Linked DNA regions of Triticum aestivum: region 1 is linked to region 2. A link is a contact called in public Hi-C data. All regions are on one chromosome and are shown on one strand. The core of a region is the stretch at or near the end of the contact, and the rest is flanking DNA. Distances in the headings are between cores, read along the strand shown. Region 1 holds the start of LOC123044396 (cysteine-rich and transmembrane domain-containing protein WIH2). Region 2 holds the start of LOC123044394.

The links. A called contact is a pair of places that touch in the nucleus more often than the background predicts.
Region 1: a Hi-C map of leaf shows a contact between it and region 2, with 8 times the contacts expected there. The contact joins the promoter of LOC123044396 here to the promoter of LOC123044394 in region 2. A contact is called at or near these places in 4 of 5 Hi-C or Micro-C datasets (leaf and an unstated tissue).

What each region holds. Positions count from the first base shown.
Region 1 is chr2B:209,449,550-209,454,942 of IWGSC CS RefSeq v2.1, reverse strand. LOC123044396 (cysteine-rich and transmembrane domain-containing protein WIH2) reads right to left here and starts at 1,288. Exons shown (of 3, transcript XM_044467127.1): 1 at 1,077-1,288; 2 at 786-966. The coding sequence starts at 1,125.
Region 2 is chr2B:208,995,843-209,001,161 of IWGSC CS RefSeq v2.1, reverse strand. LOC123044394 reads left to right here and starts at 2,976. Exons shown (of 9, transcript XM_044467126.1): 1 at 2,976-4,436; 2 at 4,938-5,011; 3 at 5,100-5,134; 4 at 5,300-5,319. The coding sequence starts at 3,083.

The DNA.
Region 1 (5,393 bases), core at 39-2,538, 460 kb before region 2:
ACGAGAGCCATTCTTCATGCAATTTGCAACTGTTTTTGGTAAGTATACTATAAACAGTTAGTGCGTGAGCATCTACGTAATTAGTACTGTAATTAAGCTGGTTGATAATCTTGGGTCAGAGGAGAGCCGTTCTTTGGTAGTAGTACCGCGTCGTCAACGGAAATATTAATTCCCGATTCCCAGGTTGCGTCGTCCCGAAGGAATCTAATCTAAAGAGAGAAAAGCCTATTTCTATACCACGAACATTTTCTGATCTCATCTCAATGCCAGTCCAAAACGCATGTGAAACGCCTCCCGGAAATCGTGACCTCCAAAACGCATGTGAAACGCCTCCCGGAAATCGTGACCGCGGAGACGCATTTTTTTCGGTTAGTGCTGGCTGCTGGCTACACAACAGATGACTTTGACTGCATCCGAGCCGTCAATTTCAAGATCGGACGGTTCATGCCACGGCATGAGGGACGAGACAACCCCTCGCCGCGGGGAATACGTGTGTGCTTTGAGTGGAGCGACCGACACGTCGTCTGAGACCGCGACTGCTCTCTCTCTCTCTCGCCCTTTCCCGAGGGTTCGCTCACGCGTCAAGTCGCGGTCCCCACCCACGCAAACGTGCAAGAGACGGCCACCGACGGGGAAAGGGGACGCCGCCGGTGTGCCCAGGCAGATCTGACCCGGCCGATCATGATTTCCAGCCCTCCGAACAAGCCCCGGACGGACTTTGATCTAATCTAGCGCTCGGGACACCGCAGGTAGGGAAAATCGAGGAGATGGGACGAGGAGCTTACCATCCCTCCATGAAGGAAGGCCCGCTGCTCTGCTGCTGCTGCTGGTGGGGCGGCGGCTGCTGCGCATACTGCGGCGGGTAGCCCTGCTGGGGGTAGCCGGCCGGCGGGTAGCCCTGCGCCGGGGGTGGGTAGCCGGCCGGAGGGTACCCCGGCGGTGGGTAGCCGGCCTTGTCCCCGTAGCCTGAGGATTCAAAGATTCACAGGCCAAGATTCAGCACAAAAAGAGGAAAGGGGCACCGCGCAGGGAAAGGAAAGAGAATCGATGGAGACGGGAATCGACGGGGTGCGCACCTTGCGGCGGCGGGGCGCCGACGGGTGGCTGCTGGTTGTAGTAGCTCATCTTCTCCTCCTCCTCCTCTGGCTCCGCGGTCTCTCGCTGGTTCCTCGCGCCGATCGGAGCAGGCGCAGCAGGGCTTTGTTTGAGACGCTGGGGTTTGGGTGATTTGGTGGGCGTCGGGTCAGGTGGTTTTTATATAGCGGAATTCGCCCTTTTCCAAACCGCGTCCCGAACGTGGGCGCATGGGCCTGATTGGTGGGGCCGCGTGACGCGTTTGCCCGGCCCGGGTTTCGCCGCGGCGCGCACTTGCCTGGCCGTTGCGACCAGAACGCGTCGCCCGGGCCGGGTGCATTTATGGTTACCTGGTTTTTCTTTTGGCAAATGTGGGTAGGACTGTAGGAGTGCCTGATTTGGTTCCTTTTCCTTCGGTGTACCTGCCAAGCGTATAGCCCGGCCACGCGGTTCTTTTCGCTCGGAACATGCATTTGCTGTAACAAAGATATTTTGAGCCATGTTCGCATACCTCATCTCTATGAACCCATACACATTCTATCACTATGAGTATCACCTAGAGATTGAGATGGCACATCGTTTTAAGACCGATGAAGTCGCGACGGTCGTCTTCGTGGTCGACGAAAACGTCTCCTCCCATTAAACACACATCGCCGAAAGATCTGAAATAAATCTAGGAAAATGTAAGCACCAATGTCAAGTCTGGTGCTTGAATTTTTATGAGCAGAGTAATACCACTGTCCTCCTAACCAACCACATTTTGGTTTACGGCACGCTACGACTGTTGATAAGGCAATCTTATTTTAATAAGTCCGCCACGTAATCTAAGAAGATAATAAAAAAAGATGTTTTTTCCCTTTTTTCGAAAAGGGGGACTCCCCGGCCTCTGCATCAGAACGATGCATACGGCCACAAAAAAGATGTACACTGACTTATTTCGACCATCTCTTAGTTAAAAGAAGGCAAGTCCTTTTTTTATGATTTCTCTCTTGTTTGTCTCAGCATTTATTCTATGCAACACTTCTAAGATGACACCATTGTACATGCCCTGAGACATCTTGCTGTTAAATCTAACTCATGACTTCTTTGATTCATCTATATATCTATACAATATAAAATGACACACACGGGCAGATACAATTAATCTCGGTCATGCCATATCCAACTTTCTAGGTTGGTCAAATGGTTAGTGCTCAACATGTTTAGGGTTCAATTAATATCATATCAAATAGTGTATCAATGTCTGTGCTATAATCAGATATAATTAACATGCAGTTGATATCTACCTAATATCAACGTGCAAACAATTTCCTCTGTAATATCAACGTCCATTGCATGTACGCATTTATAGTAAAAAGAAAGAAAGAAAATATAGGAATAGTGTTTTTTCTTCTATGGTGACATTGTTCACCTATTTGATTCAAAGGAATTGGCCATACAAAAAATGGAGGAAATTTTCCTTAAATTGAGTTTTGAAGGAAAATAAAGGTATTTTACAATCCACTCAAACCTTTTCTACATTCATGTGCACAAGTAAGGAGACAAAAGCCATAAAAAGCATAATATTAGATTCATCTTATCTTGCATATGATTTGATCTTCATTTGATCATATCTCTACTCTTATAAAAAAAGATGGTGATGATAGTGTGCCTGTCATCTTGCAATATAGGTCGTCTGATCTATATCTAACGCATAGGAAGTAAGCTATGACAATTTTGCAAAAAGATACCCGCACCCCTCTCCACATTTGCAGATAAGGTCTTCGCTCGTTCATCTTTGTCTCCCACAAGATAAACTACTCATATAAATGCATCTTGATGTTCCGTGTAATGCACGGGCCTTTTGCTAGTGTTTTAGGAATTCTGTGTTTTTCTTATTCATGCAAATCAAATACCCAAATTCTGCACATGCTTGTGTTTTCACAATGCTTTGTTTAGACATGCGATCCTACCCAATTTATGTATTTTTTGAAACCCTATGATTATGATATGATATTTGAAACACCAGCTTGCAATGTACAACCACATCCTCATACAACATTGTTACTTCAAATCCTCACTGATTCCATTTGTGCTGCCCCAAGGAGCGATGTGACGGTCGCTATTTTTTCGGTGTGGAACTCTAAAGAAACAAAATCTCCTCCTTTCAATTTCTTCTTCACTAGCCTTCCCTCATATGGGATCCCCGAGGAAGAGAATCAAGTTGGCCCTTGCGAATAACTTGATGCACTATCTCCCTTCAACCTTTTGAGCGAAATGTTTTTTTCATATGAATCAGGGAAGCCCTTGTATACAAAATATTGTAGCTGTCATATTTGCATCTTAAGAACAATGCTCATAACTTTAGCATATAAAGTGTAAAAGTGTTCCCTGGGTCTAACCAACTTGATCCTTCGACACGCAACCGGCCTGATCTCAACATGGCAATGGGTACCCGCAACCCGCGACCCAGCGGGCAAAAACCCTATGGGGTAAGGGTTTGGAAAAAATAAATACCCATGTGTTTATAAAATGAGAAAAAATTGTACCCATCGGGTAAGTCGGGTATAGGTACAGGATGGCTTAGGGTTTAGGGAACGCATTCAATATGAAGGAAATATGCCCTAGAGGCAATAATAAATTTGTTATTTATATTTCATTATATCATGATAAATATTTATTATTCATGCTAGAATTGTATTAACCGAAAACTTAGTACATGTGTGAATACATAGACAAACTGAGTATCCCTAGTATGCATCTACTTGACTAGCTCGTTAATCAAAGATGGTTAAGTTTCCTGACCATAGACATGTGTTGTCATTTGATCAATGAGATCACATCATTAGAGAATGATGTGATGGACAAGACCCATCAGTTAGCTTAGCATAATGATCATTTAGTTTTATTGCTATTGCTTTCTTCATGACTTATACATACTCCTCTGACTATTAGATTATGCAACTCCCGAATACCGGAGGAACACTTTGTGTGCTATCAAACGTCACAACGTAACTGGGTGATTATAAAGATGCTCTACAGGTGTCTCCGAAGGTGTTTGTTGAGTTGGCACAGATCGAGATTAGGATTTGTCACTCCGTGTTTCGGGGAGGTATCTCCGGGCCCTCTCGGTAATGCACATCACTATAAGCCTTGCAAGCAATGTGACTAATGAGTTAGTTGCGGGATGATGCATTACGGAACGAGTAAAGAGACTTGCCGGTAACGAGATTGAACTAGGTATGATGATACCGACGATCGAATCTCGGGCAAGTAACATACCGATGACAAAGGGAATAACATATGCTGTTATGCGGTTTGACCGATAAAGATCTTCATAGAATATGTAGGAGCCAATATGAGCATCCAGGTTGCGCTATTGGTTATTGACCGAAGATGTGTCTCGGTCATGTCTACATAGTTCTCAAACCCGTAGGGTCCGCACGCTTAACGTTCGACAACGATTTGTATTATGAGTTATGTGTTTTGGTGACCGAAGTTTGTTCGGAGTCCCGGATGAGATCACGTACATGACGAGGAGTCTCGAAATGGTCGAGAGGTAAAGATTGATATATTGGACGAAGGTATTCGGACACCGGAAAGGTTTCGGGATGTTTCAGATATTTATCGGGGAACCGAGGGGTTACCGGAACCCCTCGGGGAAGTTATGGGCCTTAATGGGCCATAAGGGAGTAGGAGAGGGCAGCCCACAGGGTGGCACCCCCCCAAGGGCAGTCAGAATTGGACTAGGGGGAGGTGGTGCAGGCCCCTCTTTCCTCTCCCTCTCCCTCTCCTTCCCTCCTTCCCCCTCTTGGAATAGGAAAGGGAGTCCAACTAGGATTGGGAATCCTAGTTGGACTCCCCCTTGGCGCGCCCCCTCATGGCCGCCGGCCTTCTCCCTCTCCTCGTTTATATATGTGGCCAGGGGGCACCCCAGAGGCACAATAGATGTTTCTTAGCCGTGTGCGGTACCCCCCTCCACAGTTTACCACCTCGGTTATATTGTCGTAGTGCTTAGGCGAATCCCTGCGCGGATCACATCATCAACACCGTCGCCATGCCGTCGTGCTGACGAAACTCTCCCTCGACCCTCTATTGGATCAAGAGCTCGAGGGACGGCATCGAGCTGAACGTGTGCTGAACACGGAGGTGCCGTATGTTCGGTACTTGGATCGGTTGGATCGTTTAGACGTTCGACTACATCAACCGCATTAACTGAACACTTCCGCTTTCGGTCTACGAGGGTACATGGACACACTCTCCCCCTCACGTTGCTATGCATCTCCTAGTTAGATCTTGCATGATCGTAGGATTTTTTTTGAATTACTACATTACCCAAC
Region 2 (5,319 bases), core at 1,727-4,226:
TAGGCCCCCATCCATCATAAGTCTGGCGATCGATTATTGATGGAGGAAATGTTTTGAATCATGGGATCATCATGCGCATTGGAGATGGAGCAACGACTAGTATATGGCATCATAACTGGATTCCGAGAAGTGGTCTAATGAAATCGTTTACGCCTCGGGTGGCTAATCCTCCGCAGATGGTGAATGATCTCATCGAACCAATCCTCCGCATGTTGGATAGAGGAGTTAGTCTGCCAAGTCTCTGTGACAGCTGATGCTAAGGCAATTCTAAAAATCCCCCTTTGTACAAGGCAGGTTGATGATTTTTGGGAATGGTCAGGAGATCCGGAGGGGCGATTCTCAGTTAACTCAGCCTACAAAGTGATCCATGTAATGAAGATGGGAAGGGAAGCCTAGCTAGAGGAGGCAGAGGAGATGTCCAGTGGAGAAACCAAGGGATGGTCATCTATTGCAGGTTCCTTCGAAGCCGAAGATATTCACATGGAGGTTGGCTCGTCATTCACTTCCCACCAGTGATGTTCTGCACCACCAAAACATGTTATCGTCCCATGTGTGTGCTTTATGTGGAGCAGAGGACAACTGGCGCCATTCTCTAATTGACTGTAACTACGTCAGGTGCATGTGGGCTCTATCAAATGAGGACATGGTGCAACATATGTGCATGCAGAGAGATGAACAAGCGAAGAGATGGTTGTTTCTAATGAGTGAATCGCTTCCTCAAGAGGAGTTTACTACCATGATTGTTACACTATGGGCCATTTGGGTAGCAAGGAGAAAGATAATCCAAGAAGGAATTTACAAAACTCCTGTCTCAACTAATGGTTTTATCACTAGCTACATGGCAGATTTGAAGCAAATACGGAAGCCTGTTGGCAGGTCAGTGGCAGCACCAACTATTCGCCCAGCTACTTGGCAGTCGCCACCGGAGAATCATGTTAAAATTAATGTTGATGCGGCAGTGTCGCGTGCATGTGAATTTGGGGCTGTGGGAGCCATTTGCCGCGATGCATCAGGGGTGTATTAGGGGTCCTCGGCAGTTATATTCAACAACATAGAAGATCCAGAGGTTTTGGAAGTCCTAGCTACCAGGGAAGCACCGGCGCTTGCCGAGGACCTGTACGAGCATAAAGTTTTCATCGCCTCGGACTGCATGGTAGCGGTGGAGGCGATTAGAGGAGGAACAACAGCATCGTACGGAGCACTGGTGCATGAAATAACGGAGAGAGCTCGTTTTTTCACTTCTTGCATTTTTAGTCATGAATTTCGGACCTCGAACTTTGAGGCCCACAACCTCGCGAAGCATGCGTTAACGTTGGGGACTGTCCGTCATGTTTGGTTAGGCCACCCCCCGCGATCTTTTGTTCATCCTTGTAAACATTGTGACGGTTGAATAAAGCTTCGCAAGTTTGTCTCAAAAAAAGCAGCCGACACAAGCCCTTCCGGATCATGCGCCTTCTGATTCCCCTCTCTTTTCACCTTCTCTGATCTCCATCAAATCTTGCAACAGAAACGGATGCACAACGAGCCCTTCCGGATCATCCCAGTTATTCTCCCAACGAGTACTGGCTATGGGTGAGCGAGTGTAAGGGGGTGAGGCTAGATTTGGCGCCGGGACGGCGCGCCAGGTTTCCATCTCCCGCTATCCCCCTCGCCCTCGCGTCGCACCCGCTCGTGCGACCTCGCGCCGCACTCTCCACAAGAAACTGCCGAGCCAAGCGTTTCCAGCGAGCCAGACTCTAGGCTGTTTTAAGAAGCGTGCGATGCAGGCCCAACAGTGAGTCCGAGCAACCAAACAGGCCTCTTGCTTACTGCGCGGGCCTAGTTGGGCTCAATGCGGGCAACCAAACACGCCCTTACTAGTAGCCATAAATGTTAGGAGGGAGCCACTAGTTAACGAGCTCTCCTTCGGGAGCCTCGCAACGATCAGCGCCGCTTGGCGCGCTCTCAGCCATTTGCCACGTGTCGCGCTCTGGACGCTCCCTTCGGATTTTATTTGTTTTATTTTTCCGCACGCGTTTTCTGTTATTTAAACAGTTTTTTTTCGGTTTTTTTACGTTTTGGTTTTTCACCGGTCTTCCTTAGCTTTTCGACAATTTTTTTCGAAAATTTCTTTTTGCGCGAAAAAACATGTTTTTTCCTTTCGCGAGAGTCACGGTTTTGCTTCCGCGAGAAACACGGTTTTGCTTTCGCGAGAGTCATGACCGTGCCTCTTGGAAACGAAAAAACGTGTTTTCAGTTTTTTCCCTTTCGCGAGAGTCACGGTTTTGCTTCCGCAAGAGGCACGGTTGTGCTTTCACGAGAGTCACGGCCATGCCTCTTGGAAACGAAAAAAAAACGCGTTTTTCCTTTCGCGAGAATCACAGTCGTGCCTCTCGGAAACAAAAAAAAACACGTTTTTTTGTTTTTTTCCTTTCGCGAGAGTCACGGTTTTGCTTCGCGAGGCACGGGTGTGCTTTCACGAGAGTCACGGCCGTGCCTCCTCGGAAACGGGAAAAAAATGTGTTTTCTCTTTTTTCTTCTTCCGTGAGAGTCACGGTTTTGCTTCCGCGAGAGACGCGGTTGTGATTTCGTGAGAGGCACAGGCGTTCCTCTTTCGGAAAAGGAAAAAAACCCGCGCTCCCGGCTCGGTTTTTCATCCGGTTTTTTTGGCCATTTTTTGTGAATTTTTTTCGTCAAAACCTATCAACATGGAATTTAATTTTGAAGACCTCGATACGAAGAATCCAACGATGAAAGCGGTTTGAAATTTGGACACACGGTTTGAGAGATTAAACGTTTTGAATAAACGGACCTAAAAAAAATTATCAGGTTGCGACAAGTGACGCGATGCATGTGCGCCACTTGTCGCAATCTGAAAAGTTGGAGTGATCTTTGCATCGACCCGGCAACGGCCGCCAAGGCGTGCGAGATACTGGGCCGCGGCCCGGCTTCGAGCGCCATAGCGCTTTCGTGGCGCATAAAGCGCTGCATAGGAGGCCTCGGGGTCGTGAGAAGAGAGATAACCCTAATCCCCAAATCCTTCCTGTCCCGCGACGCCACCAGATCCCCCACAATCCCCACCATAATCGGAAGCCCCGTCGTGATGGGCGACGCCGCCAACGCCTCCCGTCGGCGTCGGCTGGCCTCAATTCTCCTTTCCCGGAAACCGCGCCTCACCGACAGCAGGAACGAGACCACGGCCACAGCCGAATCCAAGGATGGCTTCACCATGGCGGTCTCCTTCTGGATGGCCGACCCACCACAATTGTCCATCTTCTCCATCCACTGCTGCAGACCCCCTCATTTTCAAGACGGGCCGTACTGCAATTTCAAAGATTTGCCACACGTGGTCGGCGTCGGCGCGGCGGGCCGTTTCGTTCTCATCCGCGCCGTCTTCGACCGCCGCGCCACATCCGAATATTTCCTTTACAAGGCCGGTGAGTCACCATTGCTCGACCCGATTCTTCCTCCCTACGATTATCGTGATGGCGACCGCGATGATCTGCGGGGGGTCAGGGAGTTCGGCGTCCTGCAGCTCGGCAGCCAGTATCTCGTGGCCGCTCTCTGCCTCGACCCGTTGTCGGATGACTATTACCTTCGGATCTACTCGTCCGAGAGAAAATCATGGAGCACCAGGACCCTGCCCAATCCATGTCCTGGGGTCGACAGGATTATGCCCGACAAGGTGATCACTCTTGGAGAAGAAGGCCTACTAGGGTGGGTTGATTTGTCACAGGGCCTGCTGATGTGCGACCTGCGTCAAGATCAGGTGCGTCTCACTTTCATCCCGCTGCCGGAGCTGTTGCCTGGGAACAGATACAAACTAAAAGGTCCCGTTCCCCCTCCCACCGCAGAGAGAAGCAAAAAACTAGAGGGCGAATCTCACCCAAATCTCTGGTGGTTTCGGGATCTCTCATGGGTTGATGGCGTGCTCAAGTTTATTGAGATGGAGAATCTTGTTCCTGAAAGCCGGAGCGACAAGGGTGATGTTATCTACGATTCAGACTTGATCATGTCGCTCGAGCGCAAAGCCGTGGATTGGCATTGCAAGCAGCCGTCCTTTGGGGGTGCCTGGAGGGCTGTCACATGGACTCGGACAGTTTCGTCCAACTGTTGGCGCCAGACATGCGCTGTCAATGTCGCTGACATCTTGGTTGTTGACGGATCAGCGCATTCATCTTTGTTGCCCGGGCTAAAGGGAGAAAAGTTGACATTCATGGACCTCTACTCAGCTTTCCCCATCCTGAGCCCGGATGGTGACGATATTCTTTATCTCAAATCTATGGTGGAACCCAGTAACAAGGATGGATGTGTGGCCGCTGTTGACTTACGAAACAAGGCTGTGAAAGCAGTTGGCAAGTATTATCTTCCGGATGATTTTTATTACCACTTTCGCTATGACCCTGAACATCCTTTCCGTGTCTGTGCATTGTCCCGCCATCTGGATATGACTCCAGGTAACTGTTACCTGCTCTTATTGTTCGCCATGCCTATGCAATGCTGACAATCCTTATCTACTTAGTTATTACTTGCTCTGATTTTTTTACTCCGGCATATAAGATTTGTCTGAAGTTAAACTTTGTAAAGTTTGACCAACTTCATAGAAAAAAAATATCAACATTCACAATACAAAATCAATATCATTAGATGTGTCATGAATTCAATTTTCATAATTGTATAACTTTAATGTTGTAGGTGTTGCTATTTTAACATGTAAATATGGTCAAACTTTACAAAGTTTGATTTCAGACAAATCTTATATGAGGAGTTAAAAATACCGAGGGGAGTATGCTCTTCTTGTGACTGCCTTGGCGAATTAACCTGGGCGCTATTTGGACCCACTTGATGGCTGCCCAATGCCTGCATGTTGCTTTGTGTGTCTTCTGCATATTTACCAGTTCCCTAAAAACCTGGGATTGTGAGTATGGTGTTGCTTATGAATTTAGCTGTTTCTGTAGGCATTGAAGTCACAGCGTGTCGCAAGATCACAGGGGATGCTAGCAGCTCTTCAAATTTTCCAAGAAACACCTCAGTAAGTATTTTCTATCACTTTTTATTTCAACGAAAAAAATTCCACCAAGTAACTTGCCATCTCTTCTGCATTGCTTGGTGTGAGTGAGCTCAATTCCTGCGAACCAAGGAGCAAAATCCAAAGGCAAGTTTCTTATTCTACGGAACCTCTCTTCTGCTAAGGCCTGGGCACCTATGATCTGACTTAATTAGATCAATTCATTATATAATTTGATAGCTATTCGCCGATTAGCTTTACCTGATATTACCATATTGGGATCTCTTGTCTAATTGACTTTATGATCCTCAGGCCATTGGAATTGGCTCAGA